Regions from separate parts of the Anser cygnoides genome. Here region 1 is linked to region 2. Evidence: chromatin contacts called from public Hi-C data. All regions are on one chromosome and are shown on one strand. The core of a region is the stretch at or near the end of the contact, and the rest is flanking DNA. Distances in the headings are between cores, read along the strand shown. Region 1 holds the start of LEKR1 (leucine, glutamate and lysine rich 1). Region 2 overlaps CCNL1 (cyclin L1).

Region 1 (5,198 bases), core at 883-3,382, 69 kb before region 2:
CCCCTGACCCCTCCCTGCACGCCTCCTGCCATCTCTCCTCGCCGTCAGCCGCCGCCGCAGGCCCGGCGCAGGGGCCTCTCGGGCTCCCGGCACAGCTCCCGGTGCCCGTACCGGCGGCTCCGCGGCGCTGAGCGGCGGGCGGCTGAGCTGGGCCCTGCCACGACACCCAGCAGCTTCCCCGGGGGTTCTCAGGCAGCGCTGCAAAACCGCTTCGCTGCGCTGGGCTTTGTACCGAGCACATGAAAGGGCAGCCTGAAACTAGAGGGCTGGTATAAAAATACCACTTTTAATCAGGAAACTGGGTTAACTGGGAAATGTTGCAGGCGCTGGCAGACCTGTTCACCCTTGCACTCGGTGACCGGGTCCTGCTTTGTGTGAAGAGGGTGTTCGTGTTTATTAGCCTTTTTCCCTAGCTGCCCGCTGGCATGGACTTTGCTCCTCTGGGTTGGGATTTGCAGGCAGCGGGAGGCTTTCCACGTGTGTTTGAGAAGGTACAAAGCCTGCAGGAAAACAATGGAAATAGCTGGCTTATGACTGCTGCGTGTCACGCACTCGTTTCTTGCCTGGTGGTTTGTCCTTGGAGCCGCGCACGCCGCCTGGAACCTGATCTGGAGCGGTGGCGGTAATTGGGGCTGGCACGCACGCCGCGCTGCCGCCACGCCACGTGGGGAGCGGGCCAGCTCCCGCCGGGCTCCCTCGCCCACCCCGCGGGGCCAGGCATCGCCTCCCCGATGGGAGCTGGGAGCCTGCCGGCGGGGTGGTCCTGAGCCGCTCCTGGAGCACGGCCCCGGGGGGACTGGGGATTTGGGGGGGATTTTGGGGTTGCCTCAGAGCAGGGCGAGGCGGGAGCTGCCCGTCCTGCGCAACGTTTCTCCTCAGGGCCCCCTGACCTTGAGCAACTGGGGCTGGTGGCAGCAAAGCCCCTGGCAGGCTCCCCTCATCCCCCATGAGAGCCTCCTCAGAGCACCCCCCCGTCAGTTTCCTGACAGACCCCGCGTCGGTTTCCTCACAGCCCCCCGTGTCAGTCCCCTCGCAGCCCCGTGTTTGTCCCCTCAGTCCCATGCCTGTCCCCTCACATCCCCCATATCAGCCCCCCACAGCCCCCCACCAGTCCCCCCATAGCCCCCACGTCAGTTTCCTCACAGACCCCACGACAATCTCCTCACATCCCCTCATGTCAGGCCCCCCAGCCCCATATCAGCCCCCCAGCCCCATGCCAGCCCCCCCAGCCCCATGTCAGCCCCCAGCCCCACGCCTGTCCCCTCATCCCCCGGGGCCGGGCAGGGAGCGGCGGGGCGGTGCTGCCGCCCCGGGCCGTTGCGTGCCTGCCCCGTTTCACAACCGCCGGCTCGGCACGGCAGGGCCCGGCTCCGCACGGCAGGGCCCGGCTCGGCACGCCACGGGCGGCCATCGCGTGCGATCCGGCGGCCCCGCCGCCCCCCCCCGCCGCGGCGGCAGCACGCAGGGCCCAGCTGCCGGGGAGGCGCTGCCGGGCCCGCACCGCCCCTCCCGACCGCACGGCCCCGGCGGGGGCTGCCGCAGGCCGCCGCCTTTGTGCCGACCTTGGGCGGGCGGGACGAGGCCGCGGGAAGGGCTGCACGGCGCTCACCGGGGCGGCAGCCGGAGTATCCCCCGGGGCACACAGCGGGACACAGGGGGACACACATCGGTACATCCCGGGACACACACCGGGGCGCACCCTGGGACACACTGGGGCACACCGCGGCGCCCCCAGGGGCACAGGGGGGCACACACCGGGATATATCGGCACAGCCCGGGGCACACCCCGGGGCACCCCGAGGCACACACCGGGACACACCGGGGCGCACACCGGAGCACACACCGGGGCATACACTGGGGTACGCCGGGGCACACATCGGCACACACTGGGGCACACATCGGTACACCCCGAGGCACACACCGGGGCACACCCCGGCGCACCCCCGGGCCGTTTCCCCGCGGAGCCCCCCCCGTTGGGGCTGTGCCCTTCCCGCTGGGGCGCTGTGCAGCCCCGCATCACCCGCGGGCCATCACCGGGGGCACGGCGAGGCCGCAGCCCCGAGGCACCGGGGGGGCCGGGACCCGCTGCGGGGGGCGAGCACCGCCACCCCCCCCCCCCCCCCAAACCCCCGAGCGCGCTCCCGTTCCCGCCCGCGCGGGGGCGCGCCCCGTGGCCGCGCCGCGCCGTTGCCGCGGTGACGCCAGGACGCCGCCGGGGCCCGGCGAGAAAATGGCGGCGGCCACGGAGCGGCCCGGCCCCGGGCACGCCCTGCCCCCGGGGATCCGAGAGGTACGGGGCTGCGGGGGGGGGAACCGGGCCCGGGCCGCGGCACGCCGGGGGCACGGCGTTACACACGGAGCGCAGTCACCTGCCGGGGGGGCGCGCGCGGCGGGGACGGGAAGGCGTTCGTGCTGCCGCTCCGAGCGAGCCCGGACCCGGTACCGCGCGCCGCGTGTGGCTGCCGCAGCGATGCAGGGCGCGTAGCTGGGCTGAAGCGGTGTCGGGGTTGCGTGTGGAGCTCAGCCCCGCTTGTCTCCTCTTCAGGGCTGTGGGGGGTCAGCTCAGAGCTGCAGGTCTTTAAGGAAAATCATACAGCCGGGAATTTAGGAAAGAGCTGACGAGTCCGTTGCCCTAGGAAAGGGCAATAGAGTTGGGTCTACTTGCTCTAGAAGATGCCTCAGGGCACGCTGACGGTATTCACATGCTGTATGTAGTTGTCCTTTATCTCTAGCTGGAAATTAATCTTACCCTCACCGTTCTCCACTTGCTTTGGTTGAAAGTGACGAACCCAGAGGCAGGGGTAGAGCAGTGGAGCAGCTCAGCAGGGGAGCTGTGGAATTCCTCTGGTGGTAGCGGGGGGACGGCTGAAGCAAGGTTTTGCTTTGGAGCAGAGGACCGGGCAGGCAAGCCCCTGAGCTCTCAGCTCTGCGGCGTGCCGCCAACAGAAAGGTCTCCATGCAGAGGGTACGCCAGCCAGCACCCCTAGGTGTGAGCAAGAGTAGTCTCATGTTCCCGTCCCATCCTACCCAGTCGCCTCAACGTGAGCTCTAAGGCAACGACAGGCCAAGATTTTGGGATCGGTTAGGGGTCATGGTTTTACACATCCTTTGCTGCTGCTCACTTCTTCGCTCAGCTGGCTTGCGTTGTAGTTGCAGGATAGTTACAAGATACTGGGCTTGGTTACAAGTCATTCTCACAATTTCCTGTCCTTGTATTTTCTACCTTTTATGTAGACATGTTCTTATTCCCTTCGCGTTCTCTGCTTCTTGGATTTTATAGCATCTCTTTTGTAATCTCGCTTTTAGGTTGCTCCTAACATAAGCGGAACTTGTGCCAGCTGTAGGTTGTTCTGCCAAACGGAGCACATGCTCCCAACATGCAGCTAGCTGGCCGAAGGAACATGTGTATCCAGAGGGAATGTGTTAAGCGTTGTGATTTCAGCACCTAGCAGTGAGCATTCTTGGTCCCGCAGCTGCTTCGAGCTGCCTTGCTCGGCTGCGTGCTCAGGAGGTTGGGCTGCAGGGCTCAGAGTGGGGCAAGGCGAAGGATGCAGCCCAGAGCTGTCATCGTTCTGCTCTTCTGTGCTCTGGCGGACGGAGCTTCAAAAGCTGCTTGTCAGTACTTGACATCGCTGCCTCCAGAGCTGCACTCCTCTAGAGGATGTCACTGAGAGGGGAAGGGGAGGGAGCGTCAGCCTGGAGCAGCCTGTCCTGCAGGTAGTTCAGCTGCCAAAGCCTGCTGGGGGGGGGAAACCTGTCGCTGTAAAGCCGTGGCCGAGTTCTGTGTTTGTTTCAATTTCTGTTGCCCTTCCAATGTACCCGGATGGGAAGGTACGGTCTTGCCAGGAAGATCCTAGCGAAGCGGGAAGCAAAGCAGCAGCCACCTACAGAAGAGAGTCAAGTGACACCCTGAGTCCTCCAAGTAGCAAACAAGGTTATGCCTAATTGTATATTTTATTTGGCAGACAAATGACCCTTGCTTAACACAGATCACATAATTAATTGGGCACAAGATATCCTTACGTATTAGTAGTTCTCTCGCCCTAGGAGCTTAAGAAAGCGAGCAGTGCAGGAACTTCGGAGCTGTGTTGCACATCAGGGCAGAATGTTCCCTGGTGTTTGACTGTCCACAAAACATCACGTACATTGCTAGCAGCAAGTGGTTACTCGTTAGATTTGCCACATGGACTTGTAGATTGAGCACATAATGGTATCTTTACAAGCACATTCTGGTAACTTTCTGTGCTGTCTTTGGACCTGGGATTATTTTTCTCTACGTAGATTCTTACATAGTTCTGTTTGCTTTAATTAGCTAAAGAATCTGTCGTGCCAACAGTGACTGGCTTGGTAGATGCGAACAGTACCCAAGGTCATTATGTACATACTATTTGCAGTGTTAATATTAATTTATAAGTAGCAGTATTCCTGTTGGTGCCTCTGGATGCGCATGGTAGCACTGACACAGAGGGGCAGGAGGTCCCATGGGCACGTACTTTATGAATGCTTCTTGAGATGGCGTTCACAAGTTGCCCCTGTGTTGACAGAGATTTTTCTTTCTGCAACCAGTCCTTTCTGCAACCAGTGCCCAAGTACCTTGCTGGGAATTTGAGGGTTGGCAGAATCTCTTGCATCTCAAGCGTTGGGGTTGTAGCTAGGAGGGACTTCCCAATGGTTGCAACTGCCGGTGGGTGTCAAGTCAGTATTGTCAGACGAACAAAAGGTTAATGATGGGCTAGATCATCAGTTCTCTGCACAGGCGTCACGTTTAGTTGCGATACACCGTGGTTCAGTTATAGGAATTCTCTGCTGTGTGTTGCACCGGAGAGCTGGAGCATGCCACAACACAGCCCCAAGGAGCTCGGGAGCAGCAGTGAGGTCTGCGTGGCACGCCGGACACGTGTTGGATGTTAGCAGGGCTCGCGTGTGCAGTCAGTAGCAGTGCAGCGTGCTCTTTTATGATTCATTAGTCTGCTTTAAACACAAGCAGGAAAAAATTAAAGCTACCTGAAATCCGAGTATTATTTCCTGTCGTGCAAACTGATTATTTTGGGGCATGTTTTGAATGGGATGCTTGAGAGCAGGACATTCTGGTTTTGCTGCAAGGCTTTTCCTACATTATTCATATGTATTCAAAGCAAGTATTGTTATTTTTATTTTGCAACTGCTTTTTTTATGGAAGTTGAACAAATAATTATGTA
Region 2 (5,021 bases), core at 684-3,183:
GCACAGAGCTACAAGCTATTTCAGAAACAAACGACCCACGCGGGGCACTCAAAACCCCAGCTCACTCTCAAAATGCTTCAGTCTCATTTCCACTGTCTGATGTGGCTGCGTGGGCCCATCCCGAAGGCCGTGCCCAGCGGAGCGAGGCCGCACACGTGCCACTTGGGACAGAAGCTGCAGCGAAGTCACGGCTGCCGTGGGTGTTCTCACACCCAGATGTCAGCGGTGGGCCACCAAAACCATGACATCGCTCAGAAAGAAGTTTCAGCTGATGAAGCGTTCCCATTAGTGACTCAAGCACACACAAGAGACTTGGAATTTTAAGACAGAATTTAAAAATAACAAGCATTAAAGAAAAATGCTTTTCAACTACCGAGATGTATGAGCATAGCCTGAAGGCTTACAGGTCCAGCGGTACCCCAGCTGTTAATTTCTGTGATTTGAACCTCAGCGAACACCTAACGACGCTCCAAAATCCTGGGAGACACACGAGATCTGGTTGCAAAAATAATGCAGGACCATCCTTACACGAGGCTTTGACTTCTTTTTAAGTTGATTGTTACTGCCGCGGACCTAGCAGGTAAGTGCAATACAACAGAGCAAGGCCCTGATCAAAGTCCCCGGCTGGCGCTTCGCTGCCTGCCCCAGCAGGTGACATCGCCTCCCAGCACGGCCCGCGTCACGCCGCGAGCAAGCTGGCGGTTTTTGCTTTGCCACAGCTTTTGCCCCCATCCCTTTAACTGACGGCACGGTTTGTTCTGGGGGGGCAGCTTTCTCCCCTCTAAACGAGCTGAAGAGGCTGAGGAATCCACAGCTTGGGCAAGGCGAAGCCCAGCCAGAGCCCAGGGGCTCCCCGGTGGCGCCCCTGGGCACTCGTCTCCCCGGCATCTCTCCTCTCCACAGCACCGACCCCAGTTCAGGTGGGCTTAGAGACAGATGTGCCCCTTGTGTTTCAGTAACCAAACACATTTATTTCATGGCCTGTTTTTTTCAAAGGTGTTACGTGGTTACGGCCACCACCAACAAAGCTGACTGAACACATTTTTTTCCCCCCAGGAAAGATTAGGCAAACACCGAACTTCTGCTAGCTGACTGCAAGCTCCCTGTGTAAGCAATCTGCAGCAGATGGTGTCTAGACGTTTCACGTCGCCAGATGTTCCAGCTCTGTACGGGAGACAACTTCTGCTCTTCAGCTCTGGAGCGCCGGGCACTAGGAGTACAGAAGGGTAATTAGCGCTCACACACACACAGGCTGAGCCCACTCCAAGTTTCTCCCCAGTACACGAACCCCGACACTCAGAGCTGGAGCTGTTTGTGCTACTGTAGAACTGTTATCACTGCCCCGAACTATCTAAATACCTGTATCTATGGAAAAACGTTAATTTCCATAGTAACACAACTTTCTGAAAGCAACAAACAACGTGAAATATAGGCCAAGTTTTTGCAGATTAAAAAAAAAAAAACAAAACACAACAACAAAACAGAGGTAACCAAGAAACAGAGAAACACATTTATCTTTTCCAACTTTTCAAAAAAAAAAAAATCCCTTTCTGAATTTCTAGAGAACAGATACAAATCGGGTCTGGCAGGATGCTGGGCAGCTGCTTACAGGAACACACCACTTCGAGAAGCTTTTGCTCAATCACTTTTCCCCCTTTTGCTTTTTAGGGCTGCAGACTTTTGGCCCAGTGACTGGTGCTGGCTCCCGACACCGCACAGCGCCGGACCCTATCGGTTACCAGCTCACTCGGCCTTGAGCTTTGCCCTCTCCTGTGCTGCCTGAGTGCCACGTCACCCACAGCCACTGAGCTGCGAGAAGCTTTTCAGGAGAGTCAAGATGTTTTTATGCTGTGTTGTTTCCATACCCAAAGGTCTGCAGATTAGCGTCTAAAGCTTGTGATTACAGCAGACACCTCGTACCTTTAAGCTTAACATTTTATTGTCTAAGCAGCAACTGATAGAACCAAAACCCTCCTCACCCTTTCTCCCCTTTTCTATCTGCAACTACAGCCACAGAGCAGTGTCAGGTGCCAATCACCTTGGCTTGCAGTGGCACTGGACACAGCCGCAGCAGCTGGCTAACAGTAAGGCATCAGGGAAGAACATTAGGGAAGTGCAGGGGACGGGGACACGAAAACCTTGGTAACTTCTCCTGCGTTGCACATGCAGCCCTAACAGGCCGGCCCTGGGGAAGCAAGGAGCAGACAACAACATCTTAGCTCCTGCCAGCAGCAGCTGAAGGAAGGGCGCAGGGGAGAACGCCCCGCTCCCGAGGGACAGCTGAACAGAAAGCTGGGGCTCAAGCGTCCCACCCATGGCTTGTGAAACGCGGCTCCTTCACGGCTTCCCCTCCCTGCCAGCCCACCAAGCCTCACAGAGCTGGGTCCCTGCTCACGTGTTCCTATTGCGTGCATCAGAAGTGCATCCAGCTTCCTGGCTGCCTGTGCTAAGAGGTACACACATTTCTAGAGCTTTCCATGGTTCCCTCTAAATTGCTCCAAGTGTTTTGTTTGTTCCAGAAACACGTCGATATTTTTTTTTTTTTTAAGTGGCCCACTGATATCCAACAGACAAAGTGCAAAGTTTAAGAAAATTGCTTTTAGTAGTCTCAATACATTTGACATCCAGCAGGCAGTAAAAAAAAAAGCCTTATATTTTATTTCTTGTAAAAATCTTTTAACACATGCAGACTAAAACCAGTGTAAGAAAGTATCCACCATCGTTTAAACAAATAACTATACTTAAATATAAGTGTCTGCAATTGACTTGTATAAAAATAAGGTACATTTTGCTTTTGTACAGAAATCCACTCTCCAGTTCTCATAGCGATAAACAATACACAACTCTAATACATACAATTTCACCTGATCATTGTTTTCCATCAATTTGATACTGCTAAGGTATTATGTGCAAAAGTTGGTAACAGTTCCTTTCCCAAAAGAAAATGTTCTACGTGTTTTAGAAAAATCAGATATTGGGCTTAAATTAAACAAATCCTAATCGATTCCTTTGTTCTCAAGTAAGAGTCCATTTATTGGGTTATATACAGGCTTAGCTAGGACCCAGCGCAGGCTCAGGCCTCAGCGCCTGTGCCTGCTGTGTCCTGACCGACTGCTGCTGTGGTGCTTGCCTTTGTGAGATCTCTCAAAGGAGCGGGATCTTTCGCGCCTGTCTCTGTGGTGGCCCCGCTCGTGCCTGTGTTTCTTGGCGACGTCAGAATGATCCCTGGACTTGCTCTGCGAACGTGAACGGGATTTTTTCCTTTTGTGACCGTGTCTGTTCGCGCTCTTCAACTCTTCCCTGCTATGCTTGGCTTTCAGATGCGGCGAGCCGTGGTTGTGATGCCTGCGAGGGCTGCCGCTGTGGCTGCGGGACCTGCTTCTCGATCTTGAGCTGTACGTCCCAGACAGACTCCGCCTGTTATTGTAGCTTACAGAAAAATGTTAACAAGTTAAAACATTTCATTCACATAGCGGGGATGGAGAAGTGAGAAATACGCTTGTTTTTTTCTGTTTAGAAACTTCCAAGCTACTGGAAGAAGTCAGGAGTATTTCTCCAGAATAGACAGCTGATGAACGATAGTGGCATTCCCACAATACACCAATACACCTTTGAGTTGTGCTCCTTTAAAAAAACAACACAAGAGCTCCAAACCAGAACACAGCATCTTTTGCAATTCTTCTGCCTCGTCATGGAGCTTCCCCTCAACATCAGATTCAATGAAAAGAGTCAGTAACCAATCTGCAATTATTTGACTAATCAGCAACACTTAAGGGGAACACTTTGTTAATACCCACATCGGCGGTTTCCACCCTAGATACCAGCCAGAAGATTCTTTAACAAAGTAGATATTGCCAGCAGCTATCACTGCCTCATCTACTCCCTGCACAGCTCTCCTTATCCCATAAAATGTAACAAAGAACTAATTATGGACAAAGAGACATTTCCTCAAAAAAAACCCCAAAACCCACAAACCACCGTCCCCCTAAACCTCACACCAACCAACCAGCACACTACTTACTGCCGCCTGGGAGTATGAGATCGAGACCGGGACTTTGTTCTTGACCTGGACCGACTAGCACTTCTGCTGCTTCTGCTTCTCTTGCTTTCCTTCCTCATGCTTTGGATGGGGGCAGAGAGAAGAGAGAAATAGGGTTACGCTTCTGAGATATTCATTACTTCCGTTAAGTAACTCAAAAGTAGTTCACTGTACTTCAATTAAAGAGACCCTTTTTACAGAAGACTCCTCAAAACCAGGAAAAAAATTTTCACCTACCCGTTGTAAGGGCTCTTCGAAGCTTGCTGCCTTTCTTCTGGCTCTTTTTTAATGGTTTTGGTGTTCAGAGGTACTGGACTCTTCTCTTCAGTTTTTACTTCTCTTGGGGAAGCTACGAATTTAAATTCAAGATTAGGTATTTTACCCAGACTTTGTCATGACCACATTGTACCTTTCATGTACCCTCACCAGTACTTTGCAAGAAATGGAAATAAAACTCAAGAGCTCCCACTTCATTCCCCCTTGAGAACAGAACTGTAAGATGCCCGTGGGTACACACATGGCAGTCTGAAGCCAACTGACCGAACGGGGTGAGAGACACCCCTCGTGAGGGACACCGCTGACCTTCAAGCCAAGCAACAGGCTCACCTGGGACCTGGTTCACCAGGGCTCAAACGGTACAAAATAAAGCCTGCCTTTATGGCCCACGAATACCCATCCTCACTTGTTATCACGACAGTTAATTTTCAATAGCGTAGAAATAATTAAGACCGAAGAGCAAAATCACAGATTTTTAAATCAGTGGTACAAATACAGGAATAAAAAAAATAAAACTTCAGTTGATAATCCAAACTGAGATACTCCCAGGACAAGGTCAAAAGCTCCTCCAGGTTGAGAGGCTGTCCCCTACTCAGCCAAGCACATTATGAAGCCAATCTAACTTCATGGACAGAAAACTGCTACAGTCCAAAATTTTATCTTCCTTTTCATGGAAGGACCACTACATAAGAAACACACTTAGATC

What was found. A called contact is a pair of places that touch in the nucleus more often than the background predicts.
Region 1: a contact with region 2 is called in a Hi-C map of liver, with 3 times the contacts expected there. The contact joins the promoter of LEKR1 here to the enhancer-like site in region 2. A contact is called at or near these places in 3 of 7 Hi-C or Micro-C datasets (all in liver).

The regions. Positions count from the first base shown.
Region 1 is chr9:25,655,666-25,660,863 of Taihu_goose_T2T_genome, reverse strand. It overlaps LEKR1 (leucine, glutamate and lysine rich 1), which reads left to right and starts at 2,132. Exons shown (of 11, transcript XM_067002611.1): 1 at 2,132-2,290. The coding sequence starts at 2,231.
Region 2 is chr9:25,586,998-25,592,018 of Taihu_goose_T2T_genome, reverse strand. It overlaps CCNL1 (cyclin L1), which reads right to left. Exons shown (of 11, transcript XM_067002730.1): 9 at 4,277-4,388; 10 at 4,022-4,120; 11 at 2,580-3,429. The coding sequence ends at 3,081. Among named protein-coding and RNA genes, the nearest start is that of CCNL1, 13 kb to the right of the region's middle. Within about 2 kb of position 1,933, at least 2 of the 3 cell types and tissues checked have open chromatin away from gene starts, as enhancers often do. A contact at or near this core is called in liver, where this site is marked.